2 separate regions of the Sus scrofa genome follow, and region 2 is linked to region 1. The links are chromatin contacts, called in public HiChIP or PLAC-seq maps. All regions are on one chromosome and are shown on one strand. The core of a region is the stretch at or near the end of the contact, and the rest is flanking DNA. Distances in the headings are between cores, read along the strand shown. Region 1 has its middle 88 kb from the start of CLIC6. Region 2 has its middle 140 kb from the start of RUNX1.

What was found. HiChIP or PLAC-seq counts read pairs in DNA pulled down with a chosen protein or histone mark.
Region 2: a contact with region 1 is called in an H3K27ac HiChIP or PLAC-seq map of alveolar macrophages. The contact joins two enhancer-like sites. A contact is called at or near these places in 1 of 47 Hi-C or Micro-C datasets (embryonic fibroblasts) and 2 of 2 datasets of contacts at active chromatin or transcription factors (alveolar macrophages and skeletal muscle).

The regions. Positions count from the first base shown.
Region 1 is chr13:198,336,883-198,341,425 of Sscrofa11.1, forward strand. No RefSeq gene overlaps it. Among named protein-coding and RNA genes, the nearest start is that of CLIC6, 88 kb to the left of the region's middle. Within about 2 kb of position 2,814, at least 20 of the 83 cell types and tissues checked have an H3K27ac peak or open chromatin away from gene starts, as enhancers often do. A contact at or near this core is called in alveolar macrophages, where this site is marked.
Region 2 is chr13:198,775,004-198,780,008 of Sscrofa11.1, forward strand. No RefSeq gene overlaps it. Among named protein-coding and RNA genes, the nearest start is that of RUNX1, 140 kb to the left of the region's middle. Within about 2 kb of position 2,623, at least 22 of the 83 cell types and tissues checked have an H3K27ac peak or open chromatin away from gene starts, as enhancers often do. A contact at or near this core is called in alveolar macrophages, where this site is marked.

The DNA.
Region 1 (4,543 bases), core at 1,564-4,063:
ACCTATAAAATGAGGACATCCATAGTCAGAGTGTCACGGAGTGGTTATGCAGCAGGGGAATTTCTATACGAAAGGTGGTGGGTGGAGGCCGACCTTTGGCCCCCGTGCGACAAGGGCTTTGCCTTGGCAGTTGCTGCTGCTAAGTCAGGCCCTGGGTTTGTCTTGGCCTGCCTTGTTTCCATTTTCAATTGAGAATTAAATTTGGATAGACGTTAGTCTGACTGGGTCTGCTCCCTGGACCTTGGCCAGCCAGCTCCGAGTAACGGCAGACAGGGTGGGGTCACTGGGGTTGAGTTACTGGATTTCCACACAAACACACACACACCCCCTCCCAGCCCCCCGTGGTTTTGGGCAATCTGCTCGGTGACGGGCAGCTCTGTTGTCGTAAGACTGGACTTTTCAGGAGAGCTTTTGGGTCACGCTGGGCATCTGTTGGAAAGGCCTATTCTTGGACAGAGTCATTGGCCATGCCGGGAACTGCCTTTTTTTGACCTGTAGCCCCTCGGCCATTCAAAGTCAGGGTGACACCCAGCTCTAGTGGCTGTTGCTCCATTGTGAGGCAACCTGGATTGCTCTTTCCTTCCAATGTTTCTTTCTTTCTTTCTTTCTTTCTTTCTTTCTTTCTTTCTTTCTTTCTTTCTTTCTTTCTTTCTTTCTTTTCAGGGCCTCATCTGTGGTCTATGGAAGCTCCCAGGCTAGGGGTCGAATCAGAGCTGCAGCTGCCAGCCTACACTACAGCCACAACAGTGCCAGGCCCCAGCTGCATCTGCAACCTACACCATAGCTTGTGGCAATGCCAGATCCTTAACCCACTGAGCAAGGCCAGGGATCAAGCCCGCATCCTTGCGGATACTAGTGGGGTTCATAACCTACTGAGCCACAATAGAAACTCCCCATTCAATTTGTAGATTCTCATAATTTTCAACATTCAGTCTGGTCTGGTGTCACAGGGAGTGGGCTGGGAATGGCCTGCAGTGGTTCCCTAGGGCGTGGAGGGGTGGGTCCCAGTCAGCACACTTTGCAACAGTCGGAGAGCAGCTGAGAATGGGCACACTGGTCCAGCTGACTGAATCGCTGCCAGTGGAAGGGACCTCGAGGTGGGGGTCAGTGGGGACGGTGACTGGGGCGGGACTGGCTGGCTGGGGCTCCTCTCCTCTGCGTCCCCCAGAGCTCAGGAAGGTGAGGTGGGGCTGGAGAAGGAGTTTATGGCCAGGGAAGCTCAGAGATGGTCACAAAGGAGCAGTCAAGACCCACTGCGGCGGGGGGGGGGTGTGTTACAAACCCAACTAGTATCCAGGAGGATGTGGGCTCAATCCCTGGCCTCACTCAGTGGGTTAAGGATCCGGTGTTGCTGCAAGTTGTGGTATTGGTTGCAGATGTGGCTGGGATCTGTGTCTGGCTCTGATTCGACCCCTAGCCTGGGAACTTCCATGTGCCACAGGTGCAGCCCTAAAAAAGCAAAAATACATACATACATACAAGTTAATTGAAGAGAGTTCAGCTTGGGGACACACATTTCGTGTGCGTGTACGTGTGTGTGTGTTGGAGCTTTTTTACTTATTTAAAACATGTTATCTAGAGCAAGAAATCCCCAGACATACCAGCCCAGAGCCGTAAACCACGAGAGACCAGACAGCCTTCAAAATATGCAGAGATGGCAACTCCTCATGGGCGAAGCCAGTCATGGGTCTTCGAGCGGACTGAGCTGCCAGCAGCCCCCTGGGGTGACTGGGTTATGATGGGGGACAGTCCCGCAGACCTGGCACTCTGCATCTTGTCAGTGCTGGGCATGACGCCCTTTTCTGAGCGCTTTTTGAAGCTTTTATACCCTGCTGGGCTCTGGGCCTCAGATGCAAAGGGAGTCAATAACTCTGCAAAAAGTCACCAGACAATTTATCCCCTTGGCACCAAGCCTAGAATTCTAATCAGTTCTTGACTGCTTCAAAGTCTTCTTGCTTTGGATCTTCCAAATTGAAAATAAATATCGAGGGCAATTACCTTCCTTTAGCCCTCTGATGTTGAAGATTGGTTCTCATCCATTAATTCAAGAAACTTCTCGTTTCTTTGGGAAGGTATTGGCCCTTGGAACTCTTAACTCAGTATCAACACAGTCCTCTAGGTTTTGAATTTTTTTAAAAGAGAGGATTTATTATACTCTAGGTTAGTATTTTCCTATTTTGAAGAAGTCTTGATCATACCAGACGCTCTTCCAAGGGGTAAAAAAAAGCCGGTTTCTTCCTATTACTGGATGCCCGCTATCCTCAGAGCATCCTCAAGAGGGCAGCAAAGTACAACGTCTGGTCGCATTTCCCGGCTGGGGCAGCCCCTGAACCCTCAGAGCGGATTTGGAACTTGCCTCCCTGCGGGGTGCGGAGCGAGGGGTGAAGAGCAAGGATGGTTACTGGGTTACTGATCGCCTTCTTAGGCAGTTCTCTGGGCTCGCCAGGAAAGCACATCCCCTGGAAGGAAAGCCAGAGCTCCCCCAGTCTCATTTTCAGAGAGCTGCGAACATGACCAGACCTATTAATTACTTAATTGAGGTTCTGGGCTTTGAAGATGAAAAGTGGCGAGTTCTGCTGTCTCCAGTCCGGGGAGCTCTTTCTCGGGGCCCTTCTGAGTCTCGCTTTCAAGTTACCAGGTTCATTTTGGTGACCTTCTCGGGCGATAGGGATAACCCATCCCGCCCCTGTGGGTCAAGGGAGTGTTATCTCCTGAAACCACTTCCTTGAGCTCAAGTCACACTAAGCCGACCACAGCGTCCCAGCAGAGGGCTTGGTCGCACTTAGCGTGTGTCTCTGTCACCGTGCCCTGACCGAGTCACAGGCTCCCAGTGGTGGCTGAGAAGCAGCAGGGGATGCTGGCTCATGAATGACTCTGCTGGGCTGAGACCAACTGAAACGGGGGAGCCTGGTGGCTTTGTGGCCCTGCCTGGGGCATAGAGTCTCAGCCCCATAATTGACTGGCACCTCCGGGCACCAGGCCAGCTTGGCCTGAATTCCCTCATCCCGGGGAAGGGGACAGGGAGAGTGGGAGGAAGAGGAGGGAGTCGCCTGCACACGTGGGATAAAGACACAGGCAATAATGGAAACATTAAGCCGATGCTTCGTTTACAAACAACTTTCACATCCGACGTTATCTCGCGGGAGTCTCTGAAAGGCTGCGTGAAGTTGAGGACGTGCGTGGGAAAAGCGGCCAGCAGGATCCTGGAGCCACAGAAAGAAAAGAGTTGCGGGCAGGAAGTGAGGACCCGGAGCAGAGCGTCTTCCTTGAAAGCCCTCCTTCCTCCAGTCCGCCCTCCCACCCGCCTGTCTTCGGATTAGATGGAAACCTGGTTGTGGTTGGGAAGGCAAAATCCGAAATGCAACCATCCCCGAATTGGGACCCGCACCTCAGATTGGAGCCTTCTTGGGTACAGAATTTAAAATTAATCCTTATCAAGCGGGGCTATTGACACACCCTGCAGCTCCTAGTCATTCTTGCAGATGTTGTAAATACTTCTCCTTTGCATCTGGACTGAAAGGCAAGAGAAATCACTTAGGAAACTACAAAGTCCAGATTCACTACCGAGGGCTGGAGAGAAAAGAAGCCCGCGCTCCAGGGCGGGGTCTTTTCCTGCGCTGGGCGAGCGTGTTTTCTTCCCCAGCACAGGTGTCTTTTCACTGCAGCCCAGGGCCTCGCCCGATTTTGCGTTACCTGATGTTTTGAGGGCCTGAGCACAGTTTCTGTGGCTGGATTATTACAGCCTCAGGAGCAAAACCTTGACCTGCTTCGTTTGAAAGCACCCGGCACAGGTCTGCTTAGGTTGTCTTCCACGCAGGCACGTGGATGCGCCGGTGGACGGAGCGGAGACAGGCAAGGGGCAGATTCATCAAGATAGCTGTGGTTGGTGAAGTCCTTTTGGTTACAAACCACAGAAGTGGATTCTGGCTTATCGATTTAATCAAAGTGAATTGAAAACTGGGGATGCTCTGGAGGGAGACTGGGGTTTCACGGTTCAGAGGGGGTGTTGGTTAAGTTGCCCCTTCCTCGCTCAGCTGTCCCTCTTACCGAGAGATGCCCTTGACACCACAGGCGTCAACTCCTGGTGTCTAGGTTTGCTGGTCCAACCACCAACTCCCAAGAGCCTGGGTCTTCTAAGATCAATGGGGTGTGGCTAGAGGGTCAGTGTGAGTGTGTGTGTATGTGTGTGTGTAAGCGTGCACGCTCGACCTGAGGAGCTTTTCCAGGTTGTGTATTTCATATCATATACTTTCATGCATTATTTTGTATGAAACCCTTTGGGGAGTAAGGGGGAGGTCTTTTTTTTTTTTTTTTTTTTTAATACTGAATGCTGAACTCAGCAGGAGAGAGCCCTGAGCTCTAGAACTTTCTTCATTTAACTCTTTACATATTTCCTACAAGATAGCATAGTTTCTTTAAGGGCTATCATGTTTCTTTTTTAAATTTTTTTTCAGGGTCTTTTTTTGTATTTTTTAAATTATAGTTTATTTACGATGTTTTGCCAGTTTCTACTGTACAGCAAAGTGACCCAGATATATATATA
Region 2 (5,005 bases), core at 1,373-3,872, 440 kb after region 1:
AAAACACAAGCAAAAAGTTGCATGACTCACAGGCCGAACTGCTTCTAAATTAAGCATTTCTCAGAGTTTCCCAGGAGGTTTGTGGAGTGAACAAGCAGCCGAGTCCATGCTAGCATGGTGAGGGCATTTTTAAAATACAAAAAGGTGCATCCAACAGTAAGTCTAGAAAATCATTCTGTTGTTTTTGAGGTTTAAGAAAATATATGTCCAAAGTGAGGCTCTGGGATCATACACACAGCGTCCCAGTCCACACATGGGCAATGGCGTCACTAGTTGTTCTTGGCTGGGCCACCTTGTAGATGATGAGCAGAGGTTGTGCTGGACGCCTCCTGTTGACTCACAGATCTTCCTCCAACAGGGCATCATGAAGTGATGATAATTAAGTTTAATTTTAGACCACGTGTGCCGAACCTGGGAATGTTTTCAAATTCAGAGCGCGGTCCGTTGACTTTGGCACTTGAGTTTTGAAAGGAAGATCACAAGTCCTAGACTACCTACACACTCTTCAGTCTTCCAGAAAATTGCGAATTTGGAACTAATTAGGGAAAACATCTTCTACTGAAACTACCCTGCACAGAGCAGGCACTCCTGACCTTGACTCAGCTTCAAACACAGAAACATCGCCACTTTCCTCTGCGCTCAAGACTTTTCTAGCTAATTACCCAGTGCCTTTTCCACTTGTGGTAAAATTTTCTTTTTTTCTCCCCCCCGCCCCGGCCCCAGTCAAATCTAAAGGGCTTGAGCTTGTTAGGAACTATGTTGGCTTAGTCTCCACATTCTCACTGGGGCTTGCCAATGATGGGCTCACATGGCCTGATTACATGCTGTCAATAGCCGATTAGTTGACTCAACCATTTCTAGGTACATGGTATGAAATGAACAGCAATATGGAAATGAGGCAGTGGTTCCAGGGACCAGAATCATTACTATCTAGAATGTGTTCAACTCTCTAAATGCTCAGGGATCCTATGGTTGAATGAGCTGGCTTGTCCCATGCTGCCAAACTTAACAAGTAACAATATAGGACACCCAATTACATTTGAATTTCAGGTCAACATGGATGACATTTTAGCATACCTACATCCCATGCAGCATTTCATTATTCATGGCTCACCTGAACATTAAAAAAAAAAAAAAAAAAAAAAAGCCTGATGTTTATCAGAAATTTAACTTTTAACCGAATAACCCCTATTTTATCTGGCAGCCCTACAAGATGCCTGTGCTTTTCTGAGGTCCTATTTTATCAAAAACACATAATGAATTTTTTTCCTGCAAGAACTGGGAAATCTAGAGGAAATACATCAAAAACATTTAATTTAAGCAAGAAAATAGCCATTGTGGAGAGGCCCTTCCCAGCCATTGACACACACTGTAAAGCTACACCCTGAAAACCAGAGGGAGGGTAAAATAAAAGCAACATGACAATTTAATGAATCTTGTTGTGACCTAACACTTCCCCTCAGACAGAATCCAAACTCTCTGCCAGTCACCCTGAGGTTCAAGTTCCAGCATCCTCATTTTTCTTTCCTATGTTTCACTGCCTCCTGTAGGGGAAAATAAAGGAAGAGATAAAGGGAGGAAAAAAAGTCTAGTATTTTAATGCACATTTGTTTTGGCATTAGCTGAGTTCTCGAGACAAAAACAATCTCCTGCTTTTAATTCAGTCCATGTGGAACAAAATTGTATGTTGGGAGATCTGGCTTTAAATAAGAACGATTAACAAGTGTTTTTGATCACAGGAAGTCCAGAAGGGCCCCCGCTCCTAAGAATATAATAAACATGGACCAGCAGTCAGACGGTCCATATTGTGTATCAGTCATTTTGCAGCTTCTGCTTTGATGGCAGCAAAGGGAGACAGGCCCTGAGCTCTCTCTGTTGGCGCCATCCATCCCTCCATCCATCTCTCCATCCAGGGGCCTTGCTGTTCAGAGCAGGGCTGCCTTTCCTCCGCCCAGTGAGGCTAGATCGGCTGCCGTGTCTGGGCGAATGGCCACGGCAGGGATGTTTGCTTTAGATAGCCTGCAGCTGGCTGAGTGGGCGTCTCATGCAGACAACACAGGCGCCTCCCACTGTCTCTACCGCTGCAGGCTAGTGGAAGATCTGGGGGCATTTTGATTTATAAAGAGCTTTACATGCCTGGAATTAAAGTTTTAGGAAGCAGAGTCATGATGAATGAGGGTCTTGCTGTCCATCTCAGGGACCCACGCTCACAACAAGGCCTGCAACCCTCTTCCCTTGGTTATTCTAAAGAAGATTCCAGGCAGACAGTATGGAGGATGTGGTGCTCAGATGTTGAGACCTGGTCCTCACTAGGGCGGTAAGGCCAGCAATGCCTGTTCATTCCACAGCCCTCAGATTACACGGCTGACCACAAGAGTGAGAATCCAACCTGAGCGGCTTGCTTGCTGTTTATGTGCTGTCGTTATTCTTACATTTATGATATTTTCAATTTGAGACCATCAAGGGCTGTGAAGGGAACTGTATTAGCTTTTCTGGGCAAAGCCCAAAGTTGATTCTCTCTCTCTTTTTCTTTTCCTTCTCAATTGTTCTCATAGGTACTGAGAATGAACATGTTCTCAGCATGAGGGGTGGGGATTTCTTACATAGACACATCCGAGAAGCCTTCTTTTCTTATCCCAGGCTGAAAATGATTGCTCAACTGGGAGAAATTCTAACTACAACACTTCACTGGGGGAAACGTGAAAACAAAGTGAACCAGAAAAGAAATAGAAACCCAGACTTTTCAGTTCCTGTTTATCCTATTTTTAATCTCAACATCTCAGTGGCTCTCATTCTTGTTTCCCTGGCCTTGCTGGAATTCGTACACACACCTGGCTTTCCATGTGCCTTGGGGACAGAGATGAGACGGGGCTCGACAGGGGGGAGGGCTCTGCCCGGCCCCCCCCCCCCACCGTGGGCTGAACCCACGTCCACCTTGGCATGCATAAGAGGACAGAGGTGCGCGGGAAACATAATCTAAGTTGCTGGGACAAGATAATCTTCCCTCCCTGCATCGCCTGCCTCAGTTCAGAGACTTTGGCAGTCCCAGACCTGTGGGAAGAAAGAAAGTGGGGAAGGGTGATCATGAGACTGTGGTCCAGTGTTCAGACTGACTGGAGGAAGGAGAGAGAGGCATGACCGTGTTCTTGGGTCCCCATGTGTTTTCTCTCCCTCCTGCCACCTCTTCCTTCCTTCTAGTCTTAATGTTAAGCTCCAGTGATACAGAGACAAAAAGACCAAGGGAGTCCTGGCCCTTAGAAACCTTACAAGGAACAGAAAACATTCACCAAGGATGCCTCTGCTGTTCCTCGTAGTGGATGTTGGTACCTGCAGCACAGTGCACTTAAATATGTGAACATATTTTTTCTCTCCTCTGTGACTGCAATTATTCATCCCACTGAGTGGTTCTGTACCTGAAAAAGCGAAGAGCAGATAAAGCACCCCCTGCCGTAACATCTTCTGAAATAATAGAGTCAAGTGCGTAAACTGGGATTGGATTTGATTTTATTTTTTTGTCTTTTTAGGGCCTCACCTGCGGCATATGGAAGTTCCCAGGCTAGGGTCGAATCAGAGCTGTAGCTTCTGGCCTATGCCACAGCCACAGCAACGCCAGATCCAAGACACCCACAGCTCAGGGCAATGCCAGATCCTTAACCCACTGAGAAAGGCCAGGGATCAAATCCTTGTCCTCATGGATACTAGTTGGATTTGTTACGACTGAGCCACGATGGGAACTCCATCAACAGGGATTTTAAAAAAACCTGAGGGGAGAGCAGTGCTGGTCCTCACTTTGGGCTCCCAGAGCATCCTGGGGACCTAGTGTGGGTCTGTCGTCCTGCCCCACCGTAGCCTCTGACGGGAGGGCCACACTGGTTTGTTGCTTCACACCCAGCAGTACCCCTGGCACCTCACCTCTCCAGCACAAGACAGGGAGACCTGGGATGACGCTCTGCCATGGGCCGTTTGTGCCCAGGTCTCCTCCCACCATCATCTCCTATTCAGCACATCTCACAGCCTGGAAACCCAGAATTGCTGTTAAAGGGTCACTTTCAGCCTCTCATCTGCTTGGCCTTTCAGATCTGCAGTCAGCAAACCTCTCCAAGAGCCTTGATCTCCAGGGTGTTGCTGACTTTGCTGTAGTTTCCTGTTTTCCTGGTGGCTTGCTTTTGGCTAATTGACCTGGCATATTACCATGAAGACCCATCACTAGTTTCCATCTCAGAGGAAGAAGGAGGAGGCCATTCAACCTCCATATGGCCAGGTCTACATGTGTTTCTACTATGGACTCCCCCTCCCCCAACCTGGAGAGCTGGAACCTTCTGGAACCCTCTGGAACCTTCTGGGACCTTGTACAGGCGGTTGAGCAGTTGGAACAGAACTCAGTAATGCATTTACTCAGTCCAAGCAGTCTTCAGCTTGAAGACTGCTCATTAGAAATTATTTCACTACATGGGCTTAAATGATTTGAATAGAAATGGACACATTTAATAAAAATGAGCCACTTTACAGAATTATTTCAGGGTTTTGTTCTTTTTTTTTTTTTTTTTTTTTCCGGATCTTGTTTATTTTCTTCCGTGCCAGATAATCTTGGGACTACTGGTGATGTGTAATTAATTTTAAATGTCATAACATTTTGAGCCAGTCTGATTGTGATGACAGTAAAGGACATTTTAAAGCAGTTTTGTGATTTTCACAACAAAACTGATTTTATAAGGAAAAAAAAAATATTCCCATATAGTAAAGCTTTAAAAGTGCTAGCCGTGTTGTTATTTCCTCCAACATAAGCACCCACAACAGGAAAGCAAACAAACCCACAGTGGACCATAAATGTGGTTTCTGGAACGCTCTTAAACTTTGGCTAACTTTGGGGGGCTCCCAGAGGACAGAATTACTTCATGTCAAAGCAAAAATTCTCCTGACTCTGTAAACAGCCCACGGTTCTCGGAAATATGGGAGACATAGATGAGAAATGAAGTTGTGCTGTGTTTGGAGAGGCTGTCGAGAT